2 separate regions of the Mus musculus genome follow, and region 1 is linked to region 2. The links are chromatin contacts, called in public capture Hi-C maps. All regions are on one chromosome and are shown on one strand. The core of a region is the stretch at or near the end of the contact, and the rest is flanking DNA. Distances in the headings are between cores, read along the strand shown. Region 1 holds the start of Fibcd1 (fibrinogen C domain containing 1). Region 2 holds the start of Hmcn2 (hemicentin 2).

Region 1 (6,712 bases), core at 1,848-4,347, 530 kb before region 2:
AGCCAGCAGCTATGACTCCCCCACGGCACTGCAGTGAGGACCCCTGGGGAGGACAGCTACCTTGGGCCAGCTGACATCTTGCGATTGATGGATCCATGTTCAGAAGGAAGGGCAGGACCTGGCCAGACCCTCTCTCTAGAATCTCAACTAAAATTTCCAGACTGAAACTGCCTGATAGTTGGAGTTCTCACGCTCAGGGGACTTGGGGAAGGGAGGAGGAGGAGCAAGAGGCGGAGGAGGAGGAGGAGGAGGAGGAGGAGGGGGAGGGGGAGGGGAGGGGGAGGGGGAGGGGAGGGGGAGGGGGAGGGGGAGGAGGACAGCCACCACCACCACCCTGAATACATGGTGAGCCAGAGAGGTGGGATCAGAGTGCCAGAGAGTTCTGGATTAAGTCTTTGGTTTTGTTTTTTTGTTTTGTTTTGTTTTGTTTTGTTTTGTTTTGTTTTTCGAGATGGGGTTTCTTTGCAGCCCTGGCTGTCCTGGAGACCAGGCTGGCCTTGAACTCAGAAATCTGCCTGCCTCTGCCTCCCAAGTGCTGGGATTAAAGGCGTGCGCCACCACACCCAGCTGGATTAAGTCTTTGTAGTTCAGGAGTCCTGGGTTCCGTGAAGCCCTGCCTGGTCCCTGAGCTGGCTAAAAGGCTGCATCTGCAGAGGCCAGCATGCTTAGCTCAGCCATACTTGTCCCTGTCACTTGGCCCCTATCAGCCTGGCAAGAAGTCACAGCACACAGGCACAGTGTTGGTCTGCTCTGCTCTGTGGCTCCTCCCAGGAGCTTCTCCTGCATCCGTGCATCCCGTTCACACCTCCCCATGGGGCTGATGGGCCTGTGTACACTAGGGGCTGGTGCTGTGTACAGGGGCTGAGTGTGCTCCTGCCAACCCAGGGCCACCACTGATCGTCCTAGTGTCAACTGAGCTGAGAGCACAGCTGTGGCAGAGTGGAGATAGGGCAAGGCCACCCCTATCTGCACTCCAGCAGACAGGAGAACTGGGGACTCTTGCTGAGTTGGTGACAGGTCCCAGCAGCAAACACTGCTGGGAGGAGCCACTAGGTGGCCCCCGCTTACCTGTCCTTCCTCAGACCCAGAAGCAGAATGTCCTGAAGGCGCCCATGCACACCTGCGTGTGTCTCCCATTCAGAGTTTGGCCTCCCTTGTCTTAACCATCAAAGTGGCGTCCCCTGAACCAAGTATCACCATCCTAAACAGGCTGACAGCTCTCCGTGTACACCCAGGGACCTTTGGACCACATCTCCAGACCAGGACTGCCCAGGGTGATTTTTAGTGTACACCTTGCCTAGCTCTTCCCGGGGAACTGCAGAATCAGACTTGGGATCCTTAATTAATGCTTGCTTCTTATTTATTTATTTATTTATTTATTTATTTATTTATTTATTTATTTATTTATTTATTTATCTATATGAGTACACTGTAGCTGTCTTCAGACATATACCAGAAATGTGCATCAGATCTCATTACAGCTGGTTGTGAGCCACCATGTGATTGCTGGGAGTTGAACTCAGGACTTCTGGAAGAGCAGCCAGGGCTCTTAACTGCTGAGCTACCTCTCCATCCCTAATGCCTGCTTCTTGTGAGGGCGCTGGGAAGCCTTCGTCCATTTCCATCCTTGCTTGCTCAATGAGGAAACAGGTTCCGAGAGAGCAGAAGCCTGCCTGCGTTTATAGCGGGAAGTATGAACCCCAGCTAACACTAACCCCTCAGATGCTTATGTATGGTGCCTGCCTCTGAACCCCGGAAGAGAGAGCCCTTCAGAGTGAGGTGCTGTTAACCCTTTGGATACAAGGGGAACCTGAGTCAAGAGAGGTTCAGTGGCCAGTAATCACAGTTTCCTGCTTAGGCCTGAAGGATCTCTGGGTCACCTACAACCCTCTTAAGTGATGAGGGAGCATGGGGGAGGGGTGTGTGCAGGGCGACACATGTTCATCCTCTAGGATGTGGGCTTCTGACCCCAGCCTGGGGTGACTGGGCAGTAAGTAACTCCGGCAGCTTACTGTCCGGAAGCCGGGCTGGGACCGCGGGAGACCCCAGCCACCCGGAACACTGGAAGTGCAGACTGTGGGATCCAGTTTCTGGCTGGTGACAGTCTGGAAGGGCACGTGGCCACAGTGCCTAGCTTCAGCTGTGGTCCCGGGACCACTCTGTCTGTGTTAGGCTCGGGCCCCACCCTCGCAAAGCCTGCCCCACGCTTGCCAGGCACCTAGAGGGACGAGAAGAGGGACGTAGACGAAGATGAGGCAACAGACTGGAAACCGGTGGGAGAGAGACGACGCCGGTGCCAGGGAACAGCAAGGCGGCCAGAGCGCCCCGAAGCCGGAAAACAGCTTTAAGAAATAGCGGGGGGCCCAGGCGTCTCTGCGGAGCTGGGGGGAAGGGCGGCTGGCGGGGCTCGGCGTGGGGCGCGTGGGAGCCACGCGGTCGGAGTCACAACAGCAGCTCGTTAACCGCGCAGATTAAGGACTTTGTCAATTACCTCCGAAGGCTGCTCGGGCGGATTAAACGCTTTAAAAAGTGTTGCTAGTGGGAGGGACGACTGAGAAGCCCCCACTGGTGGCTCAGATCCCTCCTCCCGCGGTTGGGATAGCTCCAGGCCGGCTTGGGGGGGGCGGGGCGGAGCGAGGTGTTGTTCGGGACTCCGGGTGGGCAGATGCCATAGGGGCCAGCCTGGCTGCGGAGTCGGGGACTCCAGCACCAGGCCACAGGGCTGGAGATTAGCGGGCCACGCGCACACTTGCCCCGGGACTGGAACCTCGGAGCCCCGAAAGGGTCACACGGTCTCTGCCTAGCCCCTTCCTAGGGACTTAGACGAGTCCCACCCGAGAGGAAGTTTGCGCGGGGCGCCGCAGGGCGCGCAGGTTCCTCGAGGAGCCCGTGGCTGTCGTCACGCTCGCTGCTGCTGAATAGTCCTCCTCACCCCCCAGCGACCGGGCTAGAGCGGGAGTCACTCTTAGAGCCCTCGGGGGGCGCGCGCGCGTGCTCGGGAAGCCGCGGGGAGCAATAAAAGGCCCTGAGGGTCCGAGACGAAGACGCGGAGACTGAGCCGGGAGGAAGAGGGCGGAGCGCGCGGGAGGCGCGGGAGCGGGACGCGGGGACGGCGCGGCGCGGGCGGCTCTCGGAGGCTCGCGCCCGCGCTCCCAGCAATCACACGCGCTCACACGCAGCCTAGCTGGCGGCCGCCGCTCCCGGGCCACCCCGGATCCCCGGCACCGAGGGGACCTCCTGCGAGTGCAACGCACCCTGTGCACCCCTCGCCTCCTTTGCACTCGCCCTTGCCCCGCAACCCCGCTGGTCTTGCTGGAAGATGGTCCACGAGCGGTGGAAGACCGTGGGCAGCGCGTCCCAACTTGAGGACCGACCGCGCGACAAACCGCAGGTACCCACGGGCGCGGGGACGGGTGTGGGGGCTGGAGTTTGGTGAGCTTGTGCAGAGCTTAGTGGGAGCACCTGCTCTCCTCCTCCCCTCAGCGGAGTCTTGAACTCTGGGCTCCCTGCAGAAGGCACCCGCTGCAGCCAGTCCCCACCCCCACCGGAGACCCCTGTGCTTGCTTGTGCAGAGGGAAGAGAAGACCTATAGTTGGTTGTGGATCAGCCCTTCAGTTGGGGACAGCCAACAGATGACCGCGCGCAGAGTCCCGTTCGCCCACAGCCTCAATGGGGGTCCTCCTCACTTGAAATTCCTTAACCTGTGCCAGGCGCCCCGCACATCTTTCCAGGCTTCAAGAACAGGACCGGCCCCCCAGATCCGCCCTCTTTACCTAGGCGCCCAAATTCAATTGGGGAACAGTAAATATTAATCTCCTATAAGAAGCCTAGGCACTGTGATTCTCTGACTTTCAGGAGAGCAAGGCTCAGAGAGGTCCCGCTGCAGCCCGAGGCCACGAAGCCCTACAGGGATTTGAACCTGGGTCTGGCTGATCCTCTCTCCCTACTGCCTCTGCAGGGACAGTGAAGTGTCCCGGCTTGGAGGATGCCCAGGGCTGTGCACTGCACCAGCTGGGACAGAACAGGGAGGGGCTGCTGAGGTACTGGGCATCCGGAGTCGGAAGCAGAGGGGTGGCCGCAGGACTGCCCCAGGCTGGGCCATCAAGGGACTGGCATAGACAAGCGAATTGAGGAGGCCGTTTGCCAAGGAGAGCAGATAATGGGGCTGCCCGTTTTAAATTTTAAATTTCTCCCAGACAGATGTCACTGGGGAAGGAACAGTGAGAGTTTGCAACCAGAGAAGGAGGAGGTGGCAGGGGTGGGCGTGGCCACTCCTCACTAATCAAAGCTGCAACCTGCCTTTCTTTCCGAGTAACACTGGTCTGGTAAGGGGACCGGCTAGCTTGTTTGCAAAGCTGGCTCTTCACTAGTATACACTTCCCATATCCCAGATGAAGATCAGGGAGGTTGAATATGCCCAAGCCACACAGCATGTGGGCCAGAGAGCAGGGACTCTACTTTTCTAACCTCAGACTGGTTCCATTGCCTCCCTGGGTGGTCTGTCCCCCTTCTTAACTCTTCCAGTCTTCACTGTGTCCCCAGGTGGCAGGGCCCTTCCTGCTGAGATCTTAAAGGAGCAGTGGAAACTTCAAGGCTACCCCAACCTGGTCCAGTCTTCCTTCCTTTTGGTATCTTAAAGATCCTGACTGCTATTTGCCTCCCTGGGCCGGATCCCACGTCCAGACATGTGCTTTCTCATTTGATTGACACCACCAGGCCTCCAAACACTGCACACCCAGGGACACCCTACCTGTTCTACAGAGGGTAGGAAAGAGGCTGCTCCCTCTTGGAGGCCTCCCTGGTTGCCTGGGGTAGGGCTCTTAGTCCAGGCAATTTCATTGTTTTTTAAATTGTGCCCCTAGCTCTAGTTCCCTGGGGCCACAAGTTCCCCCATTGCCCCCTGCCATTGCCTTTTCCAGAAGCCCAGCTGAGGTAAGGGCCATTGCTGAGGTCAGATGCTTGAAACTTCGCCAAGAGGAGCATGGGAGAGGAGGGATGGGGATTTCTGGGGAGTCTGCTAGAAATGGGGCTTCAAGGTGTCATGGGCCAGGTATGGCCTCCTGGACTCTGCTGCCCCTGGGAACCAGCTCCCAGCTGCACCAGGTAGAGCCCAGCTGGGCCTATGCTGGGTATGGGGGTATTAGTCACCCCTTCCATCCTCCGTGCCCGCTGTGTGTTGTTGTGGTCACAGGAGGCAGGGATGGGAGGGAGAGAGGTGTGCCTCAGCACCCCTGGGGCCTTCTTCCTTGTTTTCTTGTCATATTGTGGTCCCTGACATGCTTGTGTTCCTTGCTGGTGCATCTGTGAGAGGGACCAACCCTTCCCTCTTCTTCCTCACACCCCCTGAGCTGCCGAGGAAGACCAGTGAGCTTCTGGTGTATTTGTAAACCTCGGCGTGCCACGCACCCACACAGGCTGGTTCTCCCTGCCACAGCTCCTCTCTTTGCTCCCAGGGTGGGATAAGTGCAGTCTCTTCCCACTGGAAGGAGACTGCTCCAGCACCAGGCTAGCTCACACCCTTGCCTGTCATGTCTTGGTCACACCACCCTAAGAGACTGCAGATATAACAGATGAGGCGGCTGGGGCTAGGCTCTCTGGTAGGGGGACCAAACCTGTGAGCTCTGGAAGCAGATGGGGCAAAGGGGAAGGGACAGAGGGAGGGGGGCACCCTGTTCTTCCTGAACCGGCTGCTTCCAGAGCTTGGTCACTTAGCCAGGCCTGAGCGTAGCATAGGTTTTCACCCTTCCTCCCGGGCAGGTATGGCTGCTCCTGGGAATCTCCTTGGGCCTGCTCTTCCTGGCTGTTTCAGAACTGTCTCCTCATTGGATGGATGACCTTGGCCAAGTGGCTGATTCCAACTTCATTAGGGTATCATTCCTACCCCCTGTACAGGAAGGGTCTTGTGGACCTTTGGGCAGGAAGACGAGGTCTAGTCAGGTGTTCAAATATAAGACTCTAGAACTACACATGGGCTTCCCCTGGGATCTCTGTAAGGTGTCACCCTGGACCATCTCCTTGGAGGGAGTGGTGACTTCTTGCTGAGCGGATCCCAAGCCAGCCTCCGGCAGTCAACCTCTCAAGCATGCTTAAGCCTGTGCTTCAGTTATTTCAAAACTGGAGATGATGGAGCTGGCGTGGTGGCGCACGCCTTTAATCCCAGCACTTGGGAGGCAGAGGCAGGTGGATTTCTGAGTTCGAGGCCAGCCTGGTCTACAAAGTGAGTTCCAGGGCAGCCAGGGCTACACAGAGAAACCCTGTCTCGGAAAAAAAAAAAAAAACCCCAAAACCAAAAACCAAACCAAAACCAAAACCAAAACAAAAAACAAAAAACAAAAAACAAAAAACAAAACTGGAGATGTCTCAGAAAGCTACTGTGGGAAGTCCTTCCTGGGGGCCAGCTTTAATCCTTGTCCCATTACTTCACTTCATGGCTATTTGTGGAGACCCTATATCATACCAGGAGATGCAGCCCAGGAGATGCAGCCTAGGCCTCAGGGAACATAAAATAGCCTGGGGACCAACCTACAAGTCAGGAACTGCCACAGGCCATGTGGATACCACACAGGGAAGTCTTCTCTTTCTTCCCATTTATGAGATTATGAGAAGTCATCATTGGATTTGGTATAGAAGGGAAGAGACCACCGGAGGCACCCCCTCTTCAGTTGTCTCTTGAGTCAGCATGGCCTGTCTGAGGCTCCCAGGCCTGGCAGAG
Region 2 (6,800 bases), core at 902-3,401:
AGAGAGAATGGATTGAAGGCTGAAGGTTGGCATGAAGGGCTGAGCCACGCACCCATGCAGAGCCCAGAGGGCATCTGAAGTTAGTGGGCAGGAAGGGGCAGCAGATACTGCCATCAGGTGCCCATTTTGGGCTCAAGACACTATCAGTCTCAAAAGGCTGCTATCCCATTCTGTAATAGGAGCCAAGTGTTCTAGAGTCAAACAGTAACGGCATCACCTGGCAGGTGGCTTCAGGAAACCCTGTTGGTGCCCTGGGTCTCAGATAGTCCAATTAATGGGTGAACTCACCGTATCTAAGCTCCCACAATATGATAATACCTTTGCAACCCCAAGACCAAACCAAAACGTCGGGAGAGAGAGTTGGGGAGATAGAGGCTGACATACATCCCAGCAAAACCCCGCCTCCTCACACATCCAATCTGATTATCTTTTTGGGTCTCCCAGGAGTATTTTCCTAGAGGCCTGGTCCTGAGGAGCCCCGTAGAGGAGAGGAACAAAGCCTCAGGCAACATGGAGAGAAGATTGGAGGATGGGGAGTCAAGACCCTGGAAGATTCTGTGATTGACAAATGTGCACACCCCTGAGAGGCTTGACAGCCTACCATCGGCTCAGTGTGTCTCCTCAAACCGGCAGTGCTGTGTGGAATCTGCCTTTGCAGTGGGGGACTTTACAGCCAGCCTGGATAGACATGTGGGCAGATGGAAGCAAACAGCAAACTGTAGCTCTCAGGAGTAAGGCAGGCATAGAGAGGAGCTCAGATCCTTGCTTCTCTCCTACTTCAGTGTAATGCAGAAATGTTTTCATTTTTAAAAAAAGTTGAGAAAAGTAGTTAGGGTTGAGGCTGTGGGGGACATCTCTCCCCGGGGTGCAGGGGACTTTTGGTGGTGAGGCTTCGGGGAGCATATTCAACCCTGAGCTAACAGGGTGACTGCGGGGGGGGGGGGGGGAGCGGGGAATCAGCAGGTGTCAGGGAGCCATGCTTTGCTGGGAAATTTCACTCTGCTGAAGTAGGCAGGCAAAAGGGAACCGGCAACAGGCTGTTACTATCAGCCAGGGGTTCCACAAAGGGCTGCAGTTCCCCCTGAAAGCCATGTCCTGGCTTCTCACATGCAAGCTGGGAGAGGACTCTAAAACAAACAAACAAACAAACAAACAAACAAACAGCACCTAAAATCTTACAGGCAGTCGGCACAGAGCTTGCCTAGTGTGCATGGGCCCCAGGTTCAATCCCCAGCACCGGATAAAGGGGCTATGTTAGTGCAGGTCTGCGATCCCAGCGCTCTAGAAGCTGAGGCCGGAGGATCAGAAGTTCAGAGTCATTCTCCACTACACAGAACACTGGGAGACCAGCCTGAGCTACAGGAGATCTGCCTCACAAAGGGGAAGGAAAGGAGGAGAAAGGGGAGAGAGAGGGAAGGAGGAAGAAAGGGCAGGCAGGCAAAATAAAATCGAGAACCAAAAACCTCACAGGTTCCTGGCACCTACTGCCAACATCCCCACACATGTTCCCACTTCACAAATGGAGAGGGTGAGACTCAGAAGCTTTTGGTCGCCTGCTAGAAATTTGTAACCTCAGTGCCAACCTGGGGATGCAGGAGAGGGCGTGGCCAGGCAAGGGAAATGTGCCAGAAGATGCTAAGGTTCTGCTTATTGCTGTGCGCCAGGCAAGGCTGGACGAGCAGCAGGGGTGAGGGGTGGAGAGGACAGGACACCAAAGCATGACACCTCGAGGACTTGGGGGGAAGGAGGGAACCTCGAGAGCCGCGCGGTGGGGAGACCTTGAGAACGGCCGGCGAGGGGCTCTACCTGGGTCGTGGAAAGGCACCAGCGCATAGTTGGCGATGACCCGGCTGCGGCTGCTCAGGCTGCGCTCCAGAATGCGCGAGGCGCCGTCGATCACCTGCATCAGGTCATCCCACATGGAGCCGGTGACATCGAAGACGAAGGCTAGGGTGGCGTCTCCTGTGGCGGGGGACAGCGTCTTCGTGGGCGCGTCAGACGTGACCACCGCCGCCACTGCTGTAGAGATCGCCACGAGCAGCGGCAGGAGCTGCGCCCCAGGCGTCATGGTGAGCCGGAGGCTGCAGCCCTGATGGGACCCGCAGGTCGCAGTGAGAGATGGCAGTGCAGTCTCGCTCTAGCGGGTTCACCGGACAGGGGCGCGGCGGGGTTCCCCTGGTGGGAGCCCGAGGCGGTCCCTAATGCCCACCCCGCCTCTCGCACCCCTCCCCCGCGCCCCGCGGCGTGACTCAAACTTTCCCAGCCCCTCGGCTCTCTGGTCCAGCCCCGAGGTTAGAGGAGGACGCAAGGCAGAAGGCAGGAGGGAGGTGGGGCCACGGCCAAGGGCGAGGGATGAGGGTGCGGGAATCCGCGGACACCTGCAAGCCCTTCTGCGGGGGCGGAGAGGCCACAGGAGCAATCCAAGCCTGGCTCAGACAGGCTTTGCACTCACTGCTACCTCTATCAGTGGTTCTGAGCCTCCCCAATATTGTAATTATTCTTGTCAAAATCAACAAACCTAAGCCTGGCGTTCACTATGGCCTCGGCATCCCACAGATAAAGTCTGGAAACTTACGGTAATCCTTGGGGAAGATACTAAGACCAAACGTATTTGATGCAAGACTCGGCGATGAGCCCATTACTGAATGGTGTAGGCAGCATCTGAAGCCAAATATAGAAGGACCCCAAGTCCCTCAGGCTCTTCCGTCTCCCCTGAGTATTGTAAGACATCATTACAGGTCATATGGGGACTCCACAGGATTGGGCACACACTCCTCTGGTCACCTGTCCAAGCGGACTCATGGATTGCATATGAAGTGGCTGCGGCACCTGTTAGGGGCTGCCTGGGCTGGGTTCAACCATCCTTTGATGGTTCCTCTGCCAGCTGGGTGGGAGGTGCTGCCTCTGCCAGTGGGCCAAATGAGGATGTCCTCTGCACAATCAGGTTGGGGGTGCTCTCTCTCTGCCATTGGGCTGTTGGGGTACTCATCATTGGCTGGGCAGAATGCTCCATTCACCATTGGGCTGGCCAGAGGTGTTTCCCTCCATTCTGTTGCAGCCCTTCACTCTCCCAGGCGGTACACTCCCAGTGGTTTCTGTCCTTACAGACCAAGAGCCCCTTGGAGTGAAGAGTGTGCCTTAGCGTCCACCCCACCACAGGGTGGTGACTCATTAGATGTTGCTTGACTGGAGGGGGCAGCTTTGGCAAGCATGTTTGATTTCTTAGGGTCTTTTCTGTGTACAACACCCTGGGTGAAGTCAGAGAAACCCTGGACATAGCTGAGAGCTCTGGGCTATAGAGGCGACACTCTCTTGACCCTTCCTCTGTAAACACCTCAGCCAGGAGCAAAGCCACTCCACACTGTCTCTTCTCCTTTGGACCAGCCTCAGTTCCTCCATCTTTGAGGCTGCTGGGACCACTCTGTTCTGCATCCACAACCCTGTGTGTCCTCATCCTAGTTCTGACTAAACTGTATCACTGGGACTGTGCCTGGGTGTGTGACCTTCCACTGCAATTGAGCTCTGAGACAATGGAGACCCAGAGCCTGGAACACACGGGAGCCCAACAAAGACTCTGTTAACTGTAAGGGGAAGTGGGTACAGAGATGGGTTACTGAGTCCTGGCCATAGGCAGGGGCCAGGCTGGACATGTCCCAGAGACTCAAATCTACATGAGGCCAGAGACCAAGGGCAATATCTTCAAGAGCTGTCTGTCTCTTGGGATATGGCAGAAGCCATGACCCCAAGGCTTGAAAGTGGAATTTGCAGCCAAGTTCAATGGGAGGTTTAGTCTCCTACACTTGTAAAAACTCACTTTTTAAACCTCCCTGGGTGAAGGCTGTAATTGCCCGCAGAGCCTGGGCAGGGCTGGGCCAGCTGTTGGAGTGAGAAGAGAGGCCCAGCTGTAGAAAGACAGTAGCAATCAGCAGCAAAAATGGTGACATTGCGAACCCAGGACAGAAGTTTTTGTCATTCTGTCTACAAACATTTGCTGAGCTGTATGTCAGGTGCTCCAGGAGGTGCTGATGGGACAGGGGGATGGGAAGATAAAGGAGTGTGGTCCCTACCCGGAGGAGAGACATGTAAACAAATAATTCTAAGTTAGTGAGATAAGTGTTAACAGAAGAATGACCCAGCGCTCTGGGAGCTCAGAGGAAGAATCACTGAGCCTAAGAGGTCAGAGAAGGTCATGGAGCAAGTCTGAGAAGCCGGTGAGAAAGAGAGGAAGGTCACAGAAGAGCTGGGACAGCATTGGAACAGCATTCACAAAGGCAAGGGGAGCAAGAGGCTGCCAGTGGGTCACCCAACCGGACTGAAGGAGATGGTGGCAGAGGAGGGGACAAAGGTGAAAACCTGGAAGACTTCACCAACCCATCTGGAGTTTACCTAAAGGTCCTGGGAGCTATTGGAGAATGTTAATCAGGGAGGCAACCTGGTCTGGCTTACTAACATTCAGGCAGCTCATGGAGCTAAGTTCAGAAGACAGACCTTGTAGATTCTGGGGAGCCATAAATCTCTCCCAGAAGGTAGGGGCAGAGATAGACCCAAAGATGGCAAGGAACTTCTCTTTATGCTGATACAAGGGATGGAGGGAACCACAGACTTGAGTCTTAGTGGCTTTGTGGTAGGGGATGTAGCGCAGGCTGGCTTTGAACCCACAGATTCTCCTTCCTCATCCTCATAGGTCCCTGTGTTACAGGTATGTGTCACCCTCCCCAGGTTTAGATTTGAGTTCTGAAACTGCCTGATGAACTTCAGCGAAGCGCTCTCTTTAAGACAGAGATGGGCTGGAGAGATGGCTCAGTGGTTAAGAGCCCAGCTCCCCTTGAGGAGGAGGGCCTGGGTTTGATGCCCAGCACCCACATGGTTCACAATCATCCATGACTCCAATTCCAGGGAATCCAATGCTTTCTTTTAATCTTTATGATCTCCAAGCATGCACATAGTGCACACGTACATGCAAGCAAAGCACTCATACATGAAATATAATGAATAAATCTAAAGAGAAAATTCTAAGAAGATAAAAGAAGAAATAATGAGGTGCCTGCAGATGTTTCTTGTCACCCCGCCATTCTGCAAGGACCACCAGGGTCCCTCAGAGACACAGGAGGAAAAGAAAAGTTCAGAGCTAATCTCTGCCTGGCCTCCCTCAGATGTCATGGAGGGGACCCTCGGGCAGGCATTTGCTGTCTACCTGCCATCATCCCATTTGGTCTCATCCCATTGCCCACCCAGGTTGGCAGTGAGGCTGCCTCAAACCCAGGTGTCCCAGTTGCTTAGGGATTTCCCCAGGGATGCAACCATGGCCACAGAATGCTAATGGGGGAAACCTGTGGCCTAGAGGTACAACACAAGCAAGCCAGAGCAACCAGCTCCATTCCTGCATCTCCACTTGCCCAGGCTCCTGGGAGTCCACATTTCTTTTTTGTTGTTGTTGTTTTGGTTTTGTTTTTTTCAAGACAGGATTTCTCTGTGTAGCCCTGGCTGTCCTGGAACTCACTTTGTAGACCAGGCTGGTCTCGAACTCAGAAATCCACCTGCCCTCTGCCTCCCAAGTGCTGGGATTAAAGGTGTGCGCCACCATGGCCCGGCTGAGTCCACATTTCTTAACTCAAGAGAGCCTACATTACCCGCCCCATGCATCCCCCACCTTGGTTTTCCCAGAAGGCGTGATCTTTGTGTTGTTTGTTTCCTAACACACCACATTCTTGCTGTGGAGAGCCTTGGCCAGGCATCAGCCAAGGGAAGCACACTCCATTGTTCCTGGCTCATAACCATCCCTGTCCTATGTCTGCAAGGAGGCCCAAAGCAGCCGAGGGGCTGCATCAGAGCCTAGGTCACCAGATGCTTGGATGTCAGAAAGCCTCCTTGCCCCTCTCTACAAGATGATCCATCCCTACATGCACCTGATCTGGACCATGTCAGTGCTGACTCCAGCTTGCCCCATCACCTTGCCCCTCACTGCCCTCCTGCTGAGGGTGCCTGCTCTGTCCCTCAAAGAAGGACAGCATCAATGGGAATAGCATGTGTCAAACCCTTACTGAATACCAGACTAAGCCAGGAAGCTGCTCTCCTCCAGATAGGGAAACTGAGGCCGCAGAAAGGAATGTTCTGGAGTCGTGCAGGACTTGGCATGAGCCTCTGCCTTCTAGGGCAAGCCAAGGATCATGGCCGTTCCAGAAATTCAGGCAAAGTTTCCAAAAGGAGTCCAGTGGACAGAGTTTCTACAACTGACCCAGTACCACAGGTTTTTCTCCGGCACCACGCTGTCAGGATGCTTTGCAGGGAGTGGAGGGAGACATTTCTGACTCAGACTTCTGACATTTCTGCACCTTTGTGGGGCTGTAGGAGACCTAGCCCACCCATGTTTTACTGGAGTGTGAACAGGAAGGGACCAAGGATTCTGCGGTGTGGATGGTGTGGACACCGTTGGCTCTTTCCTAAGATGGCTTGCTCTCTCCTGCAGGAAGAAGTGACACCCCTCTGTCCCCTCTCCTCCCCCAGGCGCAGTGGTCGGGGCTCAGGGGAAGGCAGAGGAGCTGATGACTAGAACGGACAGAGCTCCTGAGGACAAGAGAGGCGGCCAGAGTCCCAGCTTTACAGCCACGGCCCCGCAGCCAGAGCTAAATGATTTACTGCCGAGCCCAGTCCCGCTGCGGGACCAGTCTCCAAGTCACATGTACTACAGGAATGATTTGAAGCCATCCCAAGACATATTTGAGCCACTTGACACAGCAACCGTTGCCCATCCTCATGTTTTCAAGAACAAACAAATGAAAAACTGGGCCAGAGACAGCGCT

The links. Capture Hi-C pulls out chosen DNA fragments and counts their contacts.
Region 1: a contact with region 2 is called in a capture Hi-C map of embryonic stem cells, with 2.3 times the contacts expected there. The contact joins the promoter of Fibcd1 here to the promoter of Hmcn2 in region 2. A contact is called at or near these places in 1 of 39 promoter capture datasets (hematopoietic stem and progenitor cells) and 1 of 9 other capture datasets (embryonic stem cells).

What each region holds. Positions count from the first base shown.
Region 1 is chr2:31,842,390-31,849,101 of GRCm38.p6, reverse strand. Fibcd1 (fibrinogen C domain containing 1) reads left to right here and starts at 3,097. Exons shown (of 7, transcript NM_178887.4): 1 at 3,097-3,391. The coding sequence starts at 3,320.
Region 2 is chr2:31,309,683-31,316,482 of GRCm38.p6, reverse strand. It overlaps Hmcn2 (hemicentin 2), which reads right to left and starts at 2,151. Exons shown (of 98, transcript NM_001370902.1): 1 at 1,807-2,151. The coding sequence starts at 2,068.